3 separate regions of the Mus musculus genome follow, and regions 1 and 3 are each linked to region 2. Evidence: chromatin contacts called from public Micro-C and promoter capture Hi-C data. All regions are on one chromosome and are shown on one strand. Each heading gives the region's core, a stretch centred on a gene start, on an enhancer-like site or on the middle of the called end of the contact. The rest is flanking DNA. Distances are from core to core; before and after follow the strand shown.

The links. Promoter capture Hi-C pulls out the DNA fragments that hold promoters and counts their contacts. Hi-C and Micro-C count contacts between places; a contact is called where the count stands out from the background.
Region 1: a promoter capture Hi-C map of embryonic stem cells shows a contact between it and region 2, with 6 times the contacts expected there. The contact joins the enhancer-like site here to the promoter of Pnma5 in region 2. A contact is called at or near these places in 8 of 39 promoter capture datasets (the 3T3-L1 cell line, embryonic stem cells, hippocampal neurons and 2 more), 3 of 115 datasets of contacts at active chromatin or transcription factors (embryonic stem cells, stem cell-derived neural progenitor cells and trophoblast stem cells) and 2 of 9 other capture datasets (adipose tissue and embryonic stem cells).
Region 3: a Micro-C map of embryonic stem cells shows a contact between it and region 2. The contact joins the promoter of Renbp here to the promoter of Pnma5 in region 2. A contact is called at or near these places in 8 of 39 promoter capture datasets (the 3T3-L1 cell line, embryonic stem cells, frontonasal cranial neural crest and 4 more), 1 of 484 Hi-C or Micro-C datasets (embryonic stem cells) and 4 of 115 datasets of contacts at active chromatin or transcription factors (astrocytes, differentiating embryonic stem cells, embryonic brain and 1 more).

The regions. Positions count from the first base shown.
Region 1 is chrX:73,591,405-73,596,062 of GRCm38.p6, forward strand. No RefSeq gene overlaps it. Among named protein-coding and RNA genes, the nearest start is that of Gm52443, 11 kb to the left of the region's middle. Within about 2 kb of position 3,252, at least 39 of the 459 cell types and tissues checked have an H3K27ac peak or open chromatin away from gene starts, as enhancers often do. A contact at or near this core is called in embryonic stem cells and trophoblast stem cells, where this site is marked.
Region 2 is chrX:73,035,528-73,039,736 of GRCm38.p6, forward strand. It overlaps Pnma5 (paraneoplastic antigen family 5), which reads right to left and starts at 1,576. Exons shown (of 2, transcript NM_001100461.3): 1 at 1-1,576. The coding sequence starts at 1,547. Gm52421 (a long non-coding RNA gene) reads left to right here and starts at 493. Exons shown (of 2, transcript XR_003953046.1): 1 at 493-570; 2 at 3,701-4,209.
Region 3 is chrX:73,928,135-73,932,811 of GRCm38.p6, forward strand. It overlaps Renbp (renin binding protein), which reads right to left and starts at 2,716. Exons shown (of 11, transcript NM_023132.3): 1 at 2,580-2,716; 2 at 2,274-2,383; 3 at 2,053-2,128; 4 at 1,871-1,946; 5 at 1,547-1,719; 6 at 982-1,206; 7 at 145-226. The coding sequence starts at 2,609.

The sequences.
Region 1 (4,658 bases), core at 2,002-4,501, 560 kb after region 2:
AGCCAGTGTGGGGTAGAAACAGCTCTACAAGCCTTTGAACATCAAAATGATCCCAGGCAGCACGGCCTTTACTGGTAACATAAGCCATGGACATCAATACAGGCCCCTGCTGCTACATAGCCACTGACCCAGACATGGTCCTCAGTGACAATATGGAACAGAACTTCACCATGGCCTCAGGTGGAGGGGCAGGCCACTCACACCAGGCTGTTCCTCGTCACCCTTTGGGCTCCTATTCTGCCTCTCTTCATGGTGCTACAAACCATTTGGTTCTCTTTCTCTCCCAGCTCTCTATTACACACTTGCATAGTGACTCTGGCAGCAGTGGACGGGTTATTATCTTGTCTTTGTCTTTCAAAGCAGGGTTTCTCTGTGTAGCCCTCACTGTCCTGGAACTTAGTTTGTAATCAGGCATGCACCACCACACACAGCCATGGATTCATTTTTTTAAAGGAAGAGTTCAGTGGGGACCCCTATGGCAGTTCTAGCCTTAGAAGGAAGTTATTTTGAATGAGGACCAGACACAAACTTCAGCAGCACTATGTGAAGTCCCAGGACAATAATCTCTGGAACCTGATTTGTACATTGTTCTGTAAAATATCAGTACTAGTCAGGCATGGTGGTACACATCTTTAATCCCAGCACTAGGGAGGCAAAGAGGCCAGTCTAGACTACATAGTGAGTTCTAGAACATCCAGGACTAACTGTGTCAAAACAAGAACAACAAAAAGATATCACTACTGGGAGAAACTGGCCAAAGGGTACATAGCTGCCTGCACTATCTTCATATCATTCTATGTCGTATAATTTAAAAACAAAAAGTTAACCAAAAATATGTTGGACGAACCATGTTACATCTGGGGGAGGCCCAAAGAGCTCATGCAGGTAGGTGTTGGCACACAGCCATAGGATCAGGATTTCCACTTTCTTGGTACACAGTGCTCCCTGACCTATAGCAAACAACCCAGGAGATCACTTCCCCTCCTCACGGCAACTGAGTGAGCTAAGGAGACAGTGCCTGAGACAGGCTGCAGGAAAGAGAACTTTGACATGTATTTTGAAGAGAAGTTAGTGTTTCCCCTGGGGTTATCACCATCCTTGGGGTCTAGTAGCCATGATTTCCACCCAGCAGATGAGTTCTCCTTTCTTTCATCCTCCTTCACTACGTCTTGTCCTCTTTCAACCCCCTAACCCTACTGATTAAGGGCATCAAGCTCCTTGGGGAAAATTTGAGCTTCATCATCAGGATATCTCATTTCTTCTTTGTGCACAACTACTTAATAGCAACCACCAGCAATCAACAACAACCCGCCCTCCCTCTCTGGGCCCTGGCATTTACATACCCTTGGAAAAGTCCCCAGAGTTTCAAATGGCACACATTTTTCAGAAACTCTCTGCAGGTGGCAAAACTACACCCCTGCCAGAGCACAAGGCAAATCACAGTCAGCTGCTGTGGACAGTCTGAAGCATCTCTTTATCCCACACCTGGGGTTAAACAAAAGCACATTCCCATAATATTTCTATATTTTTTAAAGAAAACAAAATTCGAGCCGGGCGTGGTGGCGCACGCCTTTAATCACAACACTCGGGAGGCAGAGGCAGGCGGATTTCTGAGTTGGAGGCCAGCCTGGTCTACAGAGTGAGTTCCAGGACAGCCAGGGCTACACAGAGAAACCCTGTCTCGAAAAGCCAAAAAAAAAAAAAAAAGAAAAAGAAAAAGAAAGAAAGAAAGAAAGAAAGGAAGAAAGAAAGAAAGAAAGAAAGAAACCAAAATTCTCACTATGCAAGTTGTGGCTTCTCCTTCCACCCAACATCAAGAAGATGAAGATCCTAGTCTGGTTCTCCATATGATTTATTTTCAAAGACCCCCTAGGGAATTCCAGTGAGCTCTAGCTGCTGGGGTAGTTTGTTCCCCTATCTCTGGCCTGTATGTTAGTTTCATCCTGTCACTAGGGGGCAGAGTTGTCTAGACCCAAAGTCACCCAGCTGCGTGTGCACACGTGTGGTGGGGCACCCTAGGCACAGGCGGTTAGAGTGTTGACTCATAGGAATGCTCTCTTCCTCTACCCCCAACGCCTCAGGAAATCACAAGCAGCACCTGGCCTGAAAGCGCTAAAAGGGTCCTCGTGCTGGAAATAGAAGAGAAACCTGTTCAGAAGAGTTCAGGTAGTGAGGAATGTCCCCAGTGACCCCTAATACATTTCCCCTTGACTGTCTGAAAAGGGGATCAGATTGTCCTCTGGAGATATGTATGAACTCAGAAATGGCCTTGGAGGTTGGAGGCAGTACTTCAGTGCTCTTTGGAGAAAAAGGAAAGCATGCCACTTGTCTCCCTACTCAGGCCCAATACTCTCAGTGCCATCTCTCCAAAATTGAAATGCATCGCAAAGTACACAAGTAGTGAATAAATGGGCTCAGGTCCCAGAAATTGGCTGCCCTTTCTAAGGGGTAATGGGAATATCCTCTCTGCCTCCTGTTGCCATGGTTTCCTCTCAGCCATCAGGCAGCCTGTTGTGTGGAAGTGATGGCCCTGGGTGCAGCTGAGAGCTACCAAAAAGAGACCGGGGGTAGCAAATGGTCTTAGATCCAACCAAGATTCAGAGAGGAAATGGGAGCCCACACATACTCTTGAGCTCATAGATCAAAGGAAGAGAGGCAGGCTAAAGCCAACAAATGCAGAAACAGAACATGCTGTTGGTTTGACCATTGAACATGTTTTTCAGAACTCTGGGACCCATCTTCTCTTCTGGCCAGAGAAGCCTAGCAGAAGGCTGTCTTCCAGAAAAGTCCCAAGCTAGCTGAATACGATATATTCAGAAGAGCTAGAAATTTGCAAATAGGTCTGAGCTTAGCCTGCTGCAGCTTCCCTGTTGGACCCAGAGCAGCAGGCCCTCCCCCTGACACCCTCCTAGGAAAGCAAAGCAAGGTGTTGCCATCTAAAGGACTTCTCAACCCAGTGCTTTCTGTCCACTCTTATCTGTTCCCACCCCACCTCCTAGCCTCCCCTTGCTCATTGGAAATGTCTCCTAGAGTCAGAAGGCCACAAGTCAATACAGCTATTTTGAAAGAAGAGGGCCAGCTATCCTTTCAAGGAGGGGGGTGGGCCGCTCTGGGATCTGTCCTGCCTGGAACTGAGGAGAGTGAAGAGAGACCCCCCACGGTGGAAGCTAGGCTCCAGGCTGGCCACCAGAGCTCAGGAGTGAAGGGGGGAGTTACACCTGGGCCCGCAGCCCTCCAGCACTTCCGGACGTTCTGCCGGCCATTCCAGACCTTTCCTGTTGGTGCAGTTCACCGGAGTTTGTTTATGCCGCTCACTGTGTATTCTGCACCTCCCCCCACTCCCGCCCATTAACTTTTCTGGTCTTTTTCAGTGTTAAAATTCAGCCCAGACTCAAATCCCCTGTAAGCCTTCCCCCTCCCCACATCCTCGGAGCTGGAAAGGACTGGAATGGAGAGGGAGGTGGCCTGACCTCCCATCTCTGCTCCTCCCCACCCCCTCCTTAGCTGGGGAAGGCAAGGCTCTTTTTAAGCCAAAGTTGAGGGTTGAGGTGAGGAGTGGTATCTTTGTCTGCCCCCTCCTTTGGAACCCTTCTTTAGGTCTCACCAGTGCCTGTAGCCCAGTGCCCTCTCCAAACAAGGATTCGTACCCCTCCCCGGCCCCTCTCAGGCTCTAGACCCATACAAAAGCAGAAAAGAGCTGGGGTAAGGATGTCTGCTTTTCTTTCCCAGCACCCATCATTAACTTTCCCCAGATAGCCCTTCTGCCTTCAGAAATTCTAGCCGGCTGACAAAGGCTCCATCCAGCAAGTCCAGTCCAGCAAGTACCCTCATCCCCACACCCAGCTCTTCCAAAGCTTACTCTCTGAGCAATCCCTGGCTGGGGGAGGGGGGGTGGAGACAGTTCTCTTCTAGTGGCACTCTTTGAACTAACTCTTCATTGAGTTTGGGGGGGTTAAACCATTAACAAAATGTTACTTTGAGAGACAATGGAGGACAGAACTAGAGGTCCAGCCTTCAGTTTAGAGGCTTAGGAGAGGTAATGGCAAGGCTAGAAGCTGGACAAAGGTCTTAGAGAACAGGGCCTGTGCCCTCCAGGCACAAGGAGTGCCGTGAACAGAGCCAGACTAGGCGCCTGGAAAGGGCTCTGATAGTTCCAGGTGCAGCAGACTGTGGCTGCTTCTGCAATAACCCCTTATTTTCTCCCAATTTTTTGTAATTTAACAGATCACAAGGTCACCTCAACAAATCAGTATTGTGGGGACAGTGAGCTCTTATCTGGGCTTCTGTTCTATGGAATCTAATACAGCTCAGCAGTTTCCAAGCAACTTCGGCTCAGTCCCTGTTCCGTCTAAGGGTCAACTAGTGGCCCAGAGGCCACTCCTGCCACATCCAACCTTTGTCCTTTTCTGTCTTCTATGCTGGAATGTTTAAGAGTTTTTCTTTTGCCTTCCACACAAAAAAGGACCTTTATCTAAAAGTGTTTTTTCTTGTGAGTAAATACATTATATGAAGAAAATTTGGATTTTATCATGAGTCATTTAGTTCTGAGCTAGATACAGTCCTTCAGTCTTCTTGTCACTGTGACAGAACCCAGCATGGTGGTAATTCTGTCCAGGTGGCCCTAGCCAGGGCGTGGCCATGAAGAGCCCCAGGGCTAG
Region 2 (4,209 bases), core at 326-2,825:
CATTTCAGTCTCTGACACTCCCCACGGTCCTGCCATTTGGTAGTCACTGAGCTGTGTGGAATTTGTTCTTGCTTGTTGGGATCATTTCTAGCTAGTAAGAAGTTGGGTGCCTTACCCTGGCCCTGTTGCCCTTCTGCAACACTCATGTCCCCTGTTCCTTTGTCTGGGCTGCCCCATGATTTTGTCAAAGTATCTCTGTTGCCTGCCACAGGAAGGAATTCCTGGCTGTCCTGAGCCTCTATTTCCTTGGGGTTAGGGTGGCTCACTGCCCAAGCCCCTCTCTCGTTCCCCGACTCCTGTGCTCTAACATAAGGTTTCTGCTCATCGGGTTCACTTTCAGCCCAGAAACCTGATTCCTTCCTCTGTCCCTCTTCCCCAGCACTGTGTCTCCAGAGCAGTCGCCTCCGTTTCACTGATGTCATCTCCTCTCCTGTGGTCTGGGTGCTGACCTCCCTAGAATCCTCTGCCTGGGTGACAACTTCATTTGCCGCCTCACATGCGCTGCTGTCCCTTCGTACCTGCTCCTGCTCCTCCACTACCACAGTGCTTTCCCACTCTTCCTCGTCTCGAGTAAGTTTCATTAATTCCAGAAAAGTAGGTGGGCACCCTTGCTGATCTAAGAGGGAGAGCTTTCCCCGAAGGCCAGTGGTCATGGAGACCTGAGATAAGACGTGCTTGAGACGAATTGAATCTGCACTGTGTGCTGACAGTGGGCTCTGCTGCACTGCTTTTTGCAGCAGGGGCTCTAAACGTAGCAAGTAGTCAGATACCTTCTCTGCAGGTTTCTGAGAAGACTGAAGGAACCTGAACTGTAAGACCTTAGAGTCCTCTTTATTTCCAAAGATGTGCTTTAGGGCTTTCAAGCACTGCTCCACGGTTAGGGAGTCATTGCTAGTCCACAGTGCCTGCATGATTGACAGGGCAGAGCCACGCAAGCTCTCTAGAAGGCACTGCTTCTTTTCCCTCTCGGACACCTGCCATAACTGCATCAGCTCAGTGACCTCCTCTAACCAGGTTTCAAAGCTTTCTTCTCCTGGGCCTGGAAAGGGACTGCCAGAAAATACTTTCAGTTTTTTGTAACATGTGCTATTATTACACAGAGACTTCAAGCCTTTTGGTTTGTCTTGGTCTAAATTCTTTAACTCTATTTTCCCTGTAGGAACAGTGCTAAACCCCAGGGCTTTGGCCACATCTACTATTCTCCGTCCTTCATCTCTTAGAAAGTAGATCAACTTATTCATAAACTCATCATCTGGGCTACGGGGTTTGACAACCACTTCCCAGGCCCCACCCTCTGCTGGTATATGAGTAGGCATCATAGTATAATCAACAACTTCAGGCAGTTCAATTAAGACTGCCTTAGCTTCATCTTCCCTCCTGAACATCCTGCCTATCACCTTGTATGCACACAAGGGAGGTAAGCCTTCTTTCAGAGCATCATTTATCGCAGCCTCAGTGTACTGCACGGGGATGCCCACAATGAGCACAGCCTTCTTGGGATCCAGATCCATCCCCTTACACCAGTCATCTAATAGAGCCACGGCCATTGTTCCCTCCCTCTATCAGCAGACCTAACACTAGGACTCAAAGATTCTAAACCAATGCCATATAGAAAGGCAGTGATGTCCTGGTTTCCACAACCTGAAATGCAAATGAAGTTAAGATGTTACTTAATGATTCCCATCACCTTTCCTTTTCCCAGACATTCAGTCTTGTTCAATCACAGAAAGCTCCCCAAACCTCACTGAACCCTGCTGACCTTTGGTTGCAGCAACCTCCTTGCAAGTCCAGGGACACTACTGTGCATTCTGCAAGTACCTGTGGGGAAAATGCCAATGTCAGGAGGCAAAGACCAATGCCAGTGGAGGAAAGAACAGGAGAGCACTCTGCCACCCACTCAGTGCTATATTGGATTTAACCCATTCCTTGTTAGGTTCAAGATTGGCAACACATAAACTCTCCTCCACCTGAAGAAATGCTCAACAGATAAGAAAGATGACTAGAACTCAGCAGATGTGATCACAGTGCTGAGTGCAAAGAACGTACGACAAGCTAAAGTATTGACATGGACACAAGAACAGTGTGAATCTAGATTTCTACCATAAGTTACCACATAGGTTAAGGCCTTTTATGGACAACAGGTGATGCCATGGTTCTCCAACTAATGAAGCATCTTAGCAACAGGTGTGGAGAGTAGGATAGGGCAGAGACTGAGGAGCGAGTGCTGATAAATTAAGCATATGGGTTTACAATAGTATGGAATCTGGAATCAGAGGCAAAAAAAAAAAAAAGACCCCAGAAAGTAAAAGACAACTCTCAGGTATGGCCCTACCCTGCAGTCTGTGAATCTTGGCAAGAAACCCCTTCACCAGTCTTCTGCTACAGTTAGAGGCTATTCCCAAAATAGATGCTCACCCTGCTGTCTTCTGTAGAGTGCCCCACTGAAGTGTGGCTATGGTGACTTTCCTGTGCTGGTGCTTGATCCTGGCAGTCTTCTGGCTCTATCCAGACAAGCAGTGCTGGTTCCTGCCCACTGATCTGTTCAAGGCAAGGCAAAGGAATATTTAACATGGTCTATCCTGAATGTCCCTGCCCACGCAGGCTGTGCTAATTCTGAGTCTGCTCAAGAATCTAAAGACAGCCCCTTGCTGGGTATGGCTGAGCACATCTTTAATCCCTGCACTTGAAGTAGGCTGGGGCTGATCTGTCAGTTTTGAAACCTAAGCGGGCAGTAGCTACTTTTTTTTTAATTAGATATTTTCTTCATTTACATTTCAAATGCTATTCTGAAAGTTCCCGAATATGTGGTCTTGCAAACTTTATATGCCTCAGTACGGAGGAATGCCAGGGCCAAGAAGTGGGAGTGTGTGTGTGTGGGGGGGTATGGGGGACTTTTGGAATAGCATTTGAAATGTAAATGAAGAAAATACCTAAGAAAGAAAGAGAGAGAGAGAGAGAGAGAGAGAGAGAGAGAGAGAGAAAGAGAAAGAAAGAGAAAGAAAGAAAGAAGGAAGGAAGGAAGGAAGGAAGGAAGGAAGAAAGAAAGAAAGAAAGAAAGAAAGAAAGAAAGAAAGAAAGAAAGAAAGAAAGAAAGAAAGAAAGAAAGAAAGAAAGAAAAAAAAGAAAAAAGTTCTTGCAGCCGGACGTGGTGGCGCACGGTGGCGCACGCCTTTAATCCCAGCACTCGGGAGGCAGAGGCAGGCAGATTTCTAAGTTAGAGGCCAGACTGGTCTACAAAGTGAGTTCCTGGACAGCCAGGGATACACAGAGAAATCCTGTCTCGAAAAACAAAAACAAAACAAAACAACAACAAAAAAACCCTGTCTCAAAAAAACAAAAAGAAAAAGTTCTTGCATGAAATTGAGCAACTGCTCCACTGACCTCATGCACAACGAAACGTCCCTCCAAATTCCAGAACCTGCTGCCATCCAGCTCCATCCTGGTCCGAACAACCTGCCAGCTGTCCCAAGGACCGCCCCTTCCCTGTCCCAGCGCCATTTTAGGACACTCACCATCTATCTCAGTTCCAGCTCTGAACAAGACACAGACCGATCCTGGTTCCAGCAACTTCTCAACTGTCCCAAGTATTACCCCTTCCCAGTTGCGGCAAGTTCCCAGAGCACCCCCCACCCCCCCACCCCAAGCCATCTCCGAGTCCCTGCTCTGGACCTTCCAATAACCTTTCAAGTTTCATCTCCAGGTTCCGTGCCATCCATGTCCCACCAACACATCCTAGCGACAACCTAAAGTCACTCCTGCTGCCAAATGCCTCCTTCACTTCTACCTAAATTCCTCTACCTGGACCTTTTCTAAAAGCCAAACAAACCCTGGAGTTCAGCTTCTCAGAAGGCAGGAAGATCACCGGAACCCAGAAATTTCAGACTGTCTCACAAAGAGAACACAACCAGAAAACAAAAAAACCATTATGCTTTGCACCCCTTCACAGATATCCTCCATTCCTCATATCCCTTATCTCACATTTCCAAAAAGTTTTAGTGAAAGAAAACAGAAGGCCATAAAAAGGACACAAATGGAATGGGTGATGTCTAGAAATGGCAGAAATCCTTAGGGTACCAAGGGGAAAGCAGCATGGTACCTGCTGAAGAGGCCGCCAGGCCAGAACTCCAGGAGACAGACGCGACAACCACAGACTCTTCAATGTGAAATGAGTCTAAGATCAGGGCAGGAAGATCTTATATATGCCGGCCC
Region 3 (4,677 bases), core at 1,466-3,965, 890 kb after region 2:
CTCCATGCCCACTCCTGGGCAGTCTGTCCCCGCCCATTGCCTGCTCCTTGGTGGAGGGAGGAGGGCTACCCCTCCCATATTATACCCCAAACTCAATGATGAGGTTTTTTTTTTTTTCCTAACAGGCATAGCACATGCCTTCACCTGGGTTCTGATGTCTTCCAAGGCAACCAGGAAGCTCTTTTCCATCCTCTGATACATTCTCCAGTACAACTTGTCCATCCCTCTGCCAGGAAAAGGACAAGAGACAAATGTTTCCAGTTCAGGTCACCCAATCAGAAAGATCTAACTTTGGAGCCGGGCGGGGTGGCGCACGCCTTTGATCCCAGCACTCGGGAGGCAGAGGCAGGTGGATTTCTGAGTTTGAGGCCAGCCTGGCCTACAGAGTGAGTTCCAGGACAGCCAGGGCTACACAGAGAAACCCTGTCTCAAAAAAACCAAAAAAAAAAAAAAAAAAAAAAAAAAAGAAGAAGAAGAAAGATCTAACTTCGAAAATCCCTTCCTCTGCCCTTGGTACCAGCCATATACCTACTCAATAGGTCTAAAGGGGCATTTTTGGTTGTATGTTTTGACATAGTCTTGGTAGCCCAGGCTGGTCTCAAACTATACAAGCAAGGCTGACCTTGAACTCTAAATTCTCCTGTTTCCACCTCCAGAGTTCTGGAATTACAGATATGTGTACCACGCCCTGCTCCAGAACATTTTTGGAATGGCTGATTGTCTCCCATGAACCCAGTAGGTTCTGATCCTTCTTGCTTAGGTCTGGGTCTCTCAAGTGAAGAGGGTAAAACCCTGAATGAGGAGACAGGCAAGACTGAGTTTGATGCCACAGAGGCATCAAAGGGAAGAACATAGATCAAGACCTCCTTTCCATAGCTCAGAATGTGTCTGTTGCTCTGGCCTCTTCTGTCTTAGGACACACCCATTTCCGCCCTCAGCAAGCTGGGCTCCACCTTCCTGAGGACCCTGGGTTGTGCCTACCTGGACATGCTGAAGAATCCTGTGGACACACCAGTCCCCTAGTTCTGCATACATGTTGGTCAGCTCCTCATCTTCTTCTCCAAGCTGCTCCACCAGGCTGAGCAGCATCATGGGCACTGCCATGGGCTCTGTGGCCAGTGCCCCTGAGAGCTGAGGCCGGCCCAACCCAGCCGGGTCCTCCCGTACCCAGTGGATGATCTGATCCATCATCTCTATGGCTTCACTCTGTGAGGAGACCAGAGAGGCTGCCCTGTCCCAGCACATACTTCTTCCCCCAAGGACTCAGGGCTCAGCTTCTTCTCCCAATACTATTTTCGGGGACTCTGGGATTCAGGTCACTCTCAGGCAGAAGGGCCCAGTGAAGAAAGCGAAAACCTTTTCTACCTGGACACAGGGCACTGTTTGCCCAGGGTCCCTTTAGGGTTAGGGTTAGAGAGCGCTGAGGAAACATGTGGTCACAAAATGGTAGGAAACGAGTAAATGGGTCTTGTGGCAGGTTCCCAGGCCTGTCATTAGAGTACACTCATGTCCAACAGCCTGTGATCCCCTACAGGCTCCTACATACCTGATAACGCACTTCCCCCGTTACTTTCCACAGTTCATTCATGGCCATGGTGTAGAAGCACTCGCTGAAAATGGTCCGCTGCACCTTCACTGGCCGGCCATCCCGAGTCAGCACAAAAGCACATTTCTTGCCAGGTGGTGCCACCCGGGCATAACGCAGCAAAAATTCACCACCTGGTGGTTGGAAAGTATGCATGGTAGGTAAGGACTCTGAATATACTGCCTCTTGGAACCTGCCAGTCCCTTTCCTCTTCTAGAGCCCTTTAGATACATTGAATACATAACCCACTGAAGCCCCTGGGGAGATAGGGCTAGGAGAGGGGACCTGCTCTTGCTGCATCCAGAAGCTCAACACGGCGGAAGCGCTCAAAACTGCGGTATAAGCGACAATACATCCATACCTGTGAGGGAACACAGTTTAGAGAGGAGTAGCTGGGGTGGAGGGAATCCTAAGTATCCCTGGGTATACCCTATTGTTGTGTGAACACCTTAAGTGTGCAAACTGACCTGCCTCCCCTGCAGCCAAACATATTTGAGGTGATCATATACCTTCCCATCACGGCCAAGACATGTGAAGAAGCCCCTGTGAGACAAGTGTTGTCAGAAAGTGAAGGAAAGAGCCGTTCTCCATAGCTTCACTACTCTCCTCAGGTCAGTAGATCTGTGTGTCACCTCCAAGTGAGATAGGGGGAGGGGGGCCCTAGGAGGATCATGGCAGGATAGCTAACCCGTGTTCCTGGTCATGGGAATGCTCCATCCAGAAAGCGATCACACGATCAAGCTCTTGTTCCACACGCTTCTTCCAGACCTGCAGTGTCTCCCGTTCCTTCTCCATGTCCTGTGAAGTGAATCAGGGCAGAGCAGGGAAGCACAGCTCTTCCTTCACAGGGACTTCCTGAACCAACTCGAGTAGGCCCCAGAGCTACTTGATTCCACCCCACCACCACAGGGCCTCGAGCCAAGGATACAGTACTCCCACCTCTTCAATGGGCTTCTGACCCCACCATTAGTTGGAACCATCCACTACCACATACCTGTAACATTAGGAGTCCTAGGTCCATCATCTGCTTTCCTCCAGGAATTCAGACTTGGTCGCGATCCCGTGACTATCACTCAGCTGACCGAGCAGTGTCCCACCCACCTGATCCTCTTCAGAGTTCCGAAGGGCCCCGAGTTGGGGGCGGGACGAAGGGCGGGGTTTCAAACCCCGCCTTCTGCTCTTCTAGGCCTGGACTGAGCAGTCAAGCTCTAGATCCCCCTGGTGGGAACTGGGTGAGGAAGTCTGGCCTTATGAGGAGGGAGTAGGTAGGAGACTGAATCTGGGCCTGGCAGCTGAGGCTGGTGATCTCAACAGATTGTGAAGTTAGGGTGCCCCTGGAATGACTGAATCCTGAGACCCTGTGACCCCATATTGTCGGCAAGCCCTTTCCTTTAGCTTCAGCTGTCTGAGTCCAGTAATTTACAACCATTAGCCCTGGTTGCCAGTTGCTGGATACTTCACCCCCAAGGATGATTCTGGAAAAACAGGTGATAACCATGCAGAGTAGAGTGGGCATCCTCCAGCTCTCTGGCCCTTCCTCCTAGGTACACAGTATAGGTTGGCTCTGTGACAGGCTGGTTAATCTGTTCCCCATTCTTGCTACCCACTGGGCACCCTCATTGCTCAGCAGAATTCTGTGGAGTGAGAATTTCAACCAGAATGCCAGAGGTACTTGTTCTGATTTTCTTTTGTCTTTTTTTTAAAACATTTTTTAAGATTTATTTATTATTTATTATATGTAAGTACACTGTAGCTGTCTTCAGACACTCCAGAAGAGGGCGTCAGATCTCATTACGGATGGTTGTGAGCCACCATGTGGTTGCTGGGATTTGAACTTCGGACCTTCAGAAGAGCAGTCTGGTGCTCTTACCCACTGAGCCATCTCACCAGCCCTTCTTTTGTCTTTTTTTATTTGTTTGTTTGTTTTTTCGAGACAGGGTTTCTCTGTGTAGCCCTGGCTGTCCTGGAACTCACTCTGGGGACCAGGCTGGCCTCGAACTCAGAAATCTGCCTGCCTCTGCCTCCCAAGTGCTGGGATTAAAGGCGTGAGCCACCACTGCCTGCATTTTCTTTTGTCATTTTATTTTATGTTTCAGTGTTTTGTTGTTGTTGTTGGTGGTGGTGGTTTATTTTTTGTTTGCTTTTGCTTTTGCCTCTATGTATGTCTGTGCACCACATGCATGCAGTATCCTTAGAGGCCAAAAGAGGGTATTGGATCCTCTGGACCTGGACTTACAGCTGGTTGTGAGTCTCCACGTGGGTTCTGGAAATGGAACCTGGGGCCTCTGGAAGAACAGACAGTGCACTTAACTGCTGAGTCATCACTCCAGTTCCTTGAACATGTTCTTAATGATGGACTGCAACCCAGGAGTGTAAAGTAACTAGACTTCCTGACTCATCAATGCTGCTTTGGGAGTTGGTCAGTAAAAAGAATTCAGTTTCTAGATATGGTTATGTTCTTGTGCTACCTGCCCCTTCCCAGCTGTGTGTTGACTCATTTCGCAATGACTGCTACTTTCCAGGTTATGGCTACTGGGTGGCTCTGCAGGTTGTAGAATGGCTCTTTCATCCTGAAACACTTCATCTTTATGGTGTTTAGGAATAAGCCTGATCTCAGTGTCTGTTAAGTATCTGCTGAAGCTGCTCTGTTCATCTTTACCCTTAGCCTAGGTCATGCCCAGGGACCTTGGCTCTGTATCCAGGAAAGCTTGCATGCTGTTATTTAAGCTGTATTTATCCATCTTCATTGTCTCCCAGCTTCTCTTACACACATATCATCCCTTTCAAGCTCAGCCAAGTTAAGAGCATTGGTATGATAGAATGGGTGGTTCCCTGGCCCTGAGTCTCATGGGAATAGGGTGATGCAAAGCTATGATGCCTTTCTCCCCAGGAGCTCAGTTTGCTAGTTTGTTTGCAATAGGGTCTCATGTATCACAGGATACCTTGAACTCTATTAACCAAGAATGGTTTTGAACTCCTGCTCCTTTGCGTTCACCTCTCAGGGCTGGGACTACAAGTGTGTTGCATCACATCCAGCTTCAAGCTGCACCAAAGCACTTCTGATATATTCCTTTAAAATATTTTTAATTATA